3 separate regions of the Mus musculus genome follow, and all the other regions are linked to region 2. Evidence: chromatin contacts called from public Hi-C data. All regions are on one chromosome and are shown on one strand. The core of a region is the stretch at or near the end of the contact, and the rest is flanking DNA. Distances in the headings are between cores, read along the strand shown. Region 1 overlaps Gm51985 (a long non-coding RNA gene). Region 2 overlaps Rad51b (RAD51 paralog B). Region 3 overlaps Gm36132 (a long non-coding RNA gene).

The links. Hi-C and Micro-C count contacts between places; a contact is called where the count stands out from the background.
Region 1: a Hi-C map of uterus shows a contact between it and region 2, with 4 times the contacts expected there. The contact joins two enhancer-like sites. A contact is called at or near these places in 2 of 484 Hi-C or Micro-C datasets (bone marrow-derived macrophages and uterus) and 1 of 115 datasets of contacts at active chromatin or transcription factors (craniofacial prominence).
Region 3: a contact with region 2 is called in a Hi-C map of uterus, with 3 times the contacts expected there. The contact joins two enhancer-like sites. A contact is called at or near these places in 5 of 484 Hi-C or Micro-C datasets (bone marrow-derived macrophages, nephron progenitors and uterus), 2 of 115 datasets of contacts at active chromatin or transcription factors (embryonic stem cells and large pre-B cells) and 1 of 9 other capture datasets (embryonic trunk).

The regions. Positions count from the first base shown.
Region 1 is chr12:79,927,949-79,930,648 of GRCm38.p6, forward strand. All of the region lies in intron 1 of Gm51985 (a long non-coding RNA gene), which reads left to right. The region is part of intron 2 of 9430078K24Rik (RIKEN cDNA 9430078K24 gene); the gene reads right to left. Among named protein-coding and RNA genes, the nearest start is that of 9430078K24Rik, 7.0 kb to the right of the region's middle. Within about 2 kb of position 1,328, at least 87 of the 459 cell types and tissues checked have an H3K27ac peak or open chromatin away from gene starts, as enhancers often do. A contact at or near this core is called in uterus, where this site is marked.
Region 2 is chr12:79,325,154-79,328,024 of GRCm38.p6, forward strand. It overlaps Rad51b (RAD51 paralog B), which reads left to right. Exons shown (of 11, transcript NM_009014.3): 7 at 2,068-2,251. Among named protein-coding and RNA genes, the nearest start is that of Rad51b, 29 kb to the left of the region's middle. Within about 2 kb of position 1,253, at least 10 of the 459 cell types and tissues checked have an H3K27ac peak or open chromatin away from gene starts, as enhancers often do. A contact at or near this core is called in uterus, where this site is marked.
Region 3 is chr12:79,858,498-79,861,304 of GRCm38.p6, forward strand. It overlaps Gm36132 (a long non-coding RNA gene), which reads right to left. Exons shown (of 4, transcript XR_381728.4): 4 at 346-2,137. Among named protein-coding and RNA genes, the nearest start is that of Gm36132, 7.7 kb to the right of the region's middle. Within about 2 kb of position 1,289, at least 105 of the 459 cell types and tissues checked have an H3K27ac peak or open chromatin away from gene starts, as enhancers often do. A contact at or near this core is called in uterus, where this site is marked.

The DNA.
Region 1 (2,700 bases), core at 78-2,577, 600 kb after region 2:
ATGTTGGGGTTTCAGCTTTTCCTCTAGCTGTCACATTTGTGTGCTGTCTGTGAGTATTATTAGCCCCCTAGTCATGAACCCTGTTTCCAACTGTACCCATGTATACTTTCATCTCAATGTGAAATATGGGTCCCAGGGAGCTGTCTAATGTAGACAACATAGCTATGTCGATGAAAGTTCCAGGCCTGGCCAGCCTGAAGGGGAAGCTCCTAGAAGAGAAATCAAATCTAGCCTTCCCAATGGAGTCTTCCAGAACCTTCCCCACTTCCCACAAGCAAGTAAAGTGGGGTCTGGTTTTCATCTCGTTCACTACCTGTGTTTCCTTGAGAGACAGCAGGATGTTGTTGCCATGACAGTGGTGTGTATGTGGAGCTGGGGGGAGGGTGGGGGGGCTTGGTAGTTTCCCTGAGGAGGTGGCATGCTCTGTGGCTGTGGTTCCATCTGTACACCTAGGCAGATGATATGGAGCATAGAGATAGATGAATGAGCCACAGGGGATGGGAGGTGGGGGGGACGGACTCTCGAGGTTTGCATGAATGCTGGGCTGATTGAGCACAGCTGTTCCCTCGGCAGTGCTTGGCTGCTGCTGCTTTTCACATTCATTTCATGGGAGGACAGAGAGGCAGCTCCTTGGATGGTTCTTGGAGTGTATGACTGGGAGACCTGGGAGTCCCTTAACAGTGTCTGGCCTCAGTTTTCTTCTGGAATGTAGTATTCATACAAGAACCTTCCTGAAGACCGATACATATATATATATATAATTTCCCCCCAACAGCAATGGCACATTTGCCAGAGGGTTAAATGAGGTGCTACTTAGCAGGAATGTGGCACAGAGAGTATTATCTGGTTGAGAGATGGGACCTGCCATTTTGGTAACTGTCAAAATGGGCAAGCCTGAGATAGTTGGCTCAAGCTGAAGGCACAAATAAGAGAAGGTGCTACAATTTGCAAAAATTAAACAGAGCCCCCAGCTCCTGAGATCAGCAGCTCCTCCCTTCCCCCTCCTTCAGCTGCAGAAGTTTAGACATGTGGTTCCCCAGGCTGCCCCAGTAAGCTAAAGCTTTAAATAAATACACACTCCAAACTGCCGTGCCATCTCTGCCCCCTGGCTGCCCCAGGCTCCTCCCTCTTCTTTCCTCTCTTGCCAGGAGCCAGGCCAGGTGGAGCTCTGGAGAAGGTATCCCTTCTGCTTGCACGTATGCTGTCCCAGGGGCCTGCGCAGGACACAAGGGGCATCCTGATCCAGTGCAGACTCTCCTCTTCCTGGGTTTGTTAGGAGCCTGACCGGCCCTGAGTCTTATGACTTCAACAGATGTTTCTGCTTAAGGAGTCCTGGCATCTTTACGGCCTGTTTTTTCCATTCTTGCCTCTCTTCCTCTGTCCCAGCGGCTCTGAACACAATTTAGACTTCATTTTCTTTCTAATGGTTACAGGGATAGAAAAGGCTAGGTTTGGGTTTAGGTTTTTTGCTGCTGTTGTTGTTGTTTCTTCTTCTTTTTCTTAACTTTTTTTTCTTAGCTCTTCTACACACACACACACACACACACACACACAGACAGACACACACACAGAGAGAGAGAGACTTCCATAGGTCTATGTTCCCAGTGTATGTTACTATCGAAGCAACATTGTTACATTGTGTTTCAAAGTCTCCTTTCCCATCTACCCATGCCTCGTATTCTTTGCTGTCCATCCCACCTAGATTACCGCAGGACTGATTGGAGTGTCCACTCTGATGTTGGTTCTGAAGGTTTGTAACCATCCCGGCCTAATGCCTGTCTTCCAATAAAGCATAAGGAGCCTCGCTACTGTCTATCAGAGTCTGGGGAGGCTTCTGCAGGTCAACAAGACTGACAGTTCCCCCCAAACTCTGTCTAGCTAGCCTACCTCTCTGGGCTCAAGGGGGGTGGGGGTGGGGGGCGGAGTTGACAGTTGTTACAAATGGAACCAGTTTTCCATGGGCAGGTTGCAGGCTTGCAACCAGCCCAACCACTCTTCAGATCACACCTGTAATTCCCTCTCACCTGCTGGCATGACTGGATGTTCCCAGTCACTTCCCCTGCAGGGCTTAGAGTGACCTATCCCAGGACCTCGGCTCATGATTTGTGTACGCCCCGGGCTGAGAGCTGTTCATTACCTGCCGAGACTGACAAGCAGACCAGAATTTCTCGTCTGGGCTCCCACAAGAGTCTAAGCAGTTCTTCCTGGAGTCCTAAATGTTGACTCACCTGGGTACTTAGCTGGGGTTAGACCTGTGTTTTACTGTATCCTTTGTTTAAGACTCACATTCTAGAATACTATAGTGTGGAGCTAGCTGCCCCAGGCTGTCCACTCCACCTTGAAGCTGACTATGAGGGCAGAAGTGGGACAAAAATCTTTTGGATATCCATCTTCAATGCCTTTTCCACAGAGAGCCTTCCCTGATGGCTAGGCCAAGCCCTGTGAAGTGTTCATTAGGTGACAACCCCCACCCGAAGAGGCTACCCTCCTGTCTCGCTCTTTCCCATGATACCACCACACTCATTTTTCTCGTGGCCTTCTCCCCCCTCCCCTTCCTATTTAAACACAGCACAACTCTGATTCTCGCTTGCCCAGGCTTTGGAGACAGAACTGTATCATCTTCTCCTTTTGAGTCTGTTTGGTGAAGGCAGACACTGCAAAATGGGTCAGATTCCCAATAGCATGATGTCGCACATAGGG
Region 2 (2,871 bases), core at 3-2,502:
TTTTCAGCTTCTTAGTAAAATAATTCTTATATAATGGAGTTAAAGAAATAATAATTTGGGCTGGAGAGATGGCTCAATGGTTTAGAGCACTGACTGCTCTTCCAGAGGTCCTGAGTTCAATTCCCAGCAACCACATAGTGACTCACAACCATCAGTAATGGGATCCGAAGTCCTCTTCTGATGTGTCTGAAGACAGCTACAGTGTATTCATATACATAAAGTAAATACATCTTTAAAAAAAATAATAATTTGTGCCTTCTTCATTCATTGTAGTTTTTTTGAAATGTTTCTTTAAAATGGAAAAAAAATCAGTGAATATTTTAGAATCTAAGTAGCTTATTAATTATAAGTTGTTTTGTTAGTGAACTACCTGTAAATGTGGCAGCTTAGAACAGCAAATACTTATTTTCTGGCGAGTGAGCTTCTGGAAGTGGCTCAGCTGGCTCTCCTGCTTTGCTTGTTGTCCAGGATAGCTGTTGTTTTGTTGACCAGTGGGCTGGTATGCCTGTACCCAAGCTCACTCGTGCACCATTGGAAGGCGTCCTTTCTTTACACAAGGAAAGTGTAGTCTTTCACCCCCACTGTCTGGAATAAGAGCATCACCATTTTGTCATGAGCACTTGTCACATAGACCAACTCTTGTGTAGTATGGGAAGGCATTTATGTAGAAATTCATAAAAAGATAGGACACACCAGGATAGGGGAATAAGAGGAGGCTGTTTTAGAGGCCGTTTTAGACTGGCTACACAAGTAGCTTTCCTGTAAAATTACAGCTTTTGTAGTATTGTAGGGCAACATGAAAACACTGTTGATATTTCCAGAAGAATGCAATGTGATAGGAGTGGTGAACTAAGTTATGTGTGCTGAATTTTACAGCCATCGCTGTGTGTGTGTGTGTGTGTGTGTGTGTGTGTGTGTGTGGTATGTGTGTGTGTGTGCACACACATGAGTGCATGAGCAAGTGCATGTGTGTTACTGGGCTTGAACCTAGGGCCTCGTGTGTCAGGCAAGGGCTGAGCTGCATCTCAGCACTTTTTTTTTTTAAAAAGATTTATTTTATTTATTTGAGTACACTGTAGCTGTTTCCAGACACCCCAGAAGAGGACATCAGATCCTTTTACAGATGGTTGTGAGCCACCCTGTGGTTGCTGGGAATTGAACTCATGACCTTTGGAAGAGCAGTCAGCGCTCTTATCCACTGAGCCATCTCTCCAGCTCCTCTCAGCACTTTTTTAAGTTTTTATTTTGATAACATACAGACTATGTTATCCAGTATGGTTTTGAACAACTCCCACTGTAGCCCAGTTTAGCCTTGACCTTGCAAACTTCTTTCTTTAATTTCCTGATTAATGAGGGCTACAGATCTCTGTTACCAGAGCTGGCTCGTTGTTATTTTAAAGCTGATTAACCCTTTCAGCATGGTGGTGTTGTTGTTTTAGGTTTATTTATTTTGTATTTTATGAGTATGAGTATTTGCCTGCATGTTTGTGTGTATACCACTTATATGTCTGGTGCCCTTGGAGGTTGGAAGAGTGGGTGGGGTCCCCTGGAACTAGAGTTACCAATGGGCGTGAACCCTCACGTACATGCTGGAAACCAAACCCTGGTCCTTTTCAAGAGAAGCAAGTGTTCCTAACTGTTGAGCCATCTGTCTCTCCAGCCCCTTCACTTTTTAAAGTCATGTCTTTGAAGTGACTTACAGATCTTCAGGGTTAGGCCTGCCTGCTTTCCTGAGTTCTAACTCCAAAAGCATGGCTGTCCTTTCCCCACCTCTGTCTCTGACCTGGAGAACAACCAGAGTCCTAAGCGTGTTTGCTCTCAACCTCCAGGCTGTTTGCTCTAACGCCCTCTTCCCCTCACAGATGTTTGCAGACCTCCATTGCACTCTAAGTCTTCACTGGCTCCCTCCTCCCAGCAGCTGCCAGGATTTACAGCTTGCCCAACTTGTGTTTTGGCTTTTCTCTCAAACCCTAATACAGTGTTCTTCTATTTTCCTTCTGAAAAGAAAAATAAAAAAGAGTTCGTGTCTTACACTTGTTTGTTATTTTACAAATTCTACTTTCACAGGCTTGAGTCTTTGGAGGAAGAGATCATTTCGAAAGGAGTTAAGCTTGTGATTGTTGACTCCATTGCTTCTGTGGTCAGAAAGGAGTTTGACCCGAAGCTTCAAGGCAACATCAAAGAAAGGAACAAGTTCTTGGGCAAAGGAGCGTCCTTACTGAAGTACCTGGCAGGGGAGTTTTCAATCCCAGTAAGTGTCCCTTTTCCTTCTTTTCTCTTAAGGTCATGACCTTACAGTATCAGATGATATACTTAGGGAAGACTAAACATCTGACTTCTAAAGTTGGATTGCTATGGCAAGTAACTGCTTTCGTAAGCCACCCTCTCTGCTGGTTATGTCCCCTTTTATAACATGACCCGGGACAGACTTAAGTGTTTCTGGCGGTTCCCACCGTCCCTTCCTTCATTCCTTCTCACGGGTTACTCATTCTGTGAGTTCTGTGTCACGTCTGTCATGCTGAGATTACTGTTACGTGGGACGACTCGAAGAGCGGCCTGGGTCTGTTTCTGCGAACTTTCTTTGCAGCGACGGTGTATCCTGTGGGTTTTGTAACTTAGATCTTTTAGGCTCTGTTCATGGGTTACCCTGTTCAGCGCTGTTTTGGTTTGTTTCCAATGGGCAGAGGTCAACCATGAATGGAAATGGCACAGAGAATACCTTAAAGGAGCTCTTGGAATGGTTTTCTGTGGTGGGCATTGTGATCAGGAAGTCTGAGGGGTGATTATTAGGGTTGGAGATGCACAGCAGACAACACAGAGATGTATATTAAGTTACACCCCACTCTGCTACATGTGGGAGGCTGAACTTGT
Region 3 (2,807 bases), core at 39-2,538, 530 kb after region 2:
ACCTGCTCAGAGGGGATTTCCACCGAGCCCTTGCCGGGATGTGCGGTTTGATCGGCTTTACTGACCTGGAGTCAAGGTTCGAGGACATTGAGAGCTCTGAGGAGGACATTGGAAAGAGAAGGGCCAGAAGCACAGTGGGGACAGCAGCCCTCCACCTGGATGAGATCGTTCAGGATGGTGAGCGAGAGCCAGGCTGAGACAGAGGTAACTTCAGATGTTTAAGACAATTCCCTTTGGAGGGAAGACACTTCACACTGGGGCTGGCACCCTAGCCCTTCCTGCTTCATTGTACTATTTCACGGTGGCTCTGTTCAGACTGGCTCCTTTGGCATCAGAAGGCCCTCCTTGACAGTGACTGTTAGCTGATATTTATTGAACATTTGGTATACACAGATCCCAGACAGGCACTTCACATGGGCTAACCTCATGTGGACCTCACACACCCTCTGAGGTTGGGTCAGCAACCGCTCTCACTGTGAGTGACGTCCTGTGAATCAGCTGATCGATTAAACAAGGCCCTCCGGGTCCACAAGGAGCAGAAGGGGGATGATCCAGAGACTCTCCACATTTGGGTTTGCTGTTTTGAATGCACAAAATGGAATCCTTATTCTGGTTCTTGGAGGTGGGTCTTAGCCTCACTCATTGAAGTTCTGTTCTGAAGTTGGGCAGCCTAGGTCGAGCATGTGGTTATTAATTTCAAACAAGAAGGGGCTTATGTGTGTGTGTGTGTGTGTGTGTGTGTGTGTGTGTGTGTGTGTGTGTGTGTGTGTGTGGAGGGGTCAGTTCCTGCCCATTGAGAGCAAACAAAATAAAAAAGCAAATCCCAAACTTCCAGGGTAGAGTTGAAGTCTCTTCAGACCAAACCTCTCAGGACAGTCTCGAGCGGACAGCAGAAGAGTATAAACAACTCCTCTAGCACTTCTGAGACCTGTCGATTCTTCTCTCTCTGAAGCAGAGCCTTTGTGAAGTTCTATAATCCTCCTTGTAGCTCTGAGACCTGGCCACCCCGCTGGAAAGCAACCCAGAGCCATGTGATTTGCAGCATGTACCGGCTCGAATATGGAAGACAGTAATTACCTCCAATTCCAGTTAGGAAAGCTGAACCCTGCCTTTTTCGTGCCTCAAACAATTATTGAAGTGCCTTTTGAAGCACTGGACAGAAGAGAAAGGCAAAACAAACCAGAGCCAATTAGAGCCTGGGATTTGAGGGTGGCTTAGAGTGGTGCGGCGGGACTTGGGAGGAACTGTGGGAGAGGGTCAGAGGTTACCTCAAAGCTCCAGCTGCCAGGCAGCTTTGCCTGTGCCAAAAGAGCCATTACTCTGCCTCTAGAATCAAGGCCCTCGCCCTGCCTGGGGAATGCTTTGCAGGAACAGCCTCTGCATGGCTGTTGAAGAAGGCTCCCTGATTAGATAAGGCCTGGAATGTGTTTGATGTTGTGCAAAACAGCCTCTGACAGCTTTCCTAACCCCACGTCCAAGGCTTTTCCTCAGCAGAGACTCCTGTGTAAGGACCTAGCTCACAGAGAGCTCTCCTGCAGGGAAGCACCTTAGAGAAGTCTATGAATGTGTGTGCCACTGAGAAGCAAGATCTGTGGACTCTGGAACTCTTCTGGCTGTTTGGAGGCAGCCTGAGTAACCGTTGCTGCCAGTGGAAACCAGGACAGTGTCGTGTTTCTCCCCCCCCCCCCCACACCCCCATGAAGGTTGCAAGTGGCCTTGGGCTGGTGAGGGATCCGGGGGAAGTACTTCTTTATGGATCTCAAGGACAGTCCCATTCAAAGCTGTGACAGTGCAGGCCAGTGAGTCTGAGCACAGAGAGTTGGGAGCCAGGTTAGAGAGGTCTTGGGCAGGATCTGGGAAGCATTTTGAGTTAATAAATTAAGGATTGCCAAGGCAAGGTGGCGCCATCCAGGAAGTTCCAGTTTGAGTTTGGGTTAGGATCTGGGCAAACTGTAAGCACCAAACAGCCCAGAGAAAAACCACTTTGCTGAATGTCCCTACTTCAGCCCGTGCAGACAGGCTTTATCTTGTCCTTGACATGAGTGCCAGGCTCTCCATTTGCCTGTCACCTACCCATTTACTGTGCCTCCATGTCTTCCCTCTCCTGTAAGAAATGGTCCTTGAAGGAATTCTATTCCTGTAGAAAGAACAAGGTGACACATTGCTTTAAAAAAATGCATTTACTTGGGTGACATAAACGCAACATTCTGGTGGTCTGTAAAGCTGGCTTTGCCCAGTGTGGTGGCAAATACTTTTTATCTCAGTGCTGTGAGTTCAAGGCCAGTCTGGTCTATGAAGTAGGTTGTGGGCCAGCCAAGACTATATAGTGAGCCCCTGTCTCAGAACTAAGTGAAAGAAAACAAATAAAAACAACAAAATAGGCTTGTTGTGTGGTTGAGAGAGGAGGTTCACGCTGCGCCTCCTTTTTGGATAAGAATGGCAGCTAAGATATTCATGCTTTCCTATTCTTGGTTTGTCCCCTGGTGCACCCTCTGCTCCCTCCTATATGGGGATTGCAGTCATTAGCCTTGTTGCAGATGGGAGGGGGACAGAGAGAGGTCAGTAACCTGGCCAAGGACACATGGAGAGAGGGGTCCACAGAGAACAGCTGCCATGAGCCGGAAGGGACTTAGACATACCAAGGTTCAAAAATATGCTTTGGTTTTAAAATTAAACCCTTTAAGGCTCCCACAGAGCAACGCTGAGAGATGACCAAAGCAGAGTAGAAAGAAAAATACATGGACCCCCATAAACCCTGAGTGAGATGAAGCAAGGGGGCTTCTCACTCCTCACAGGGCTGTGTCAAG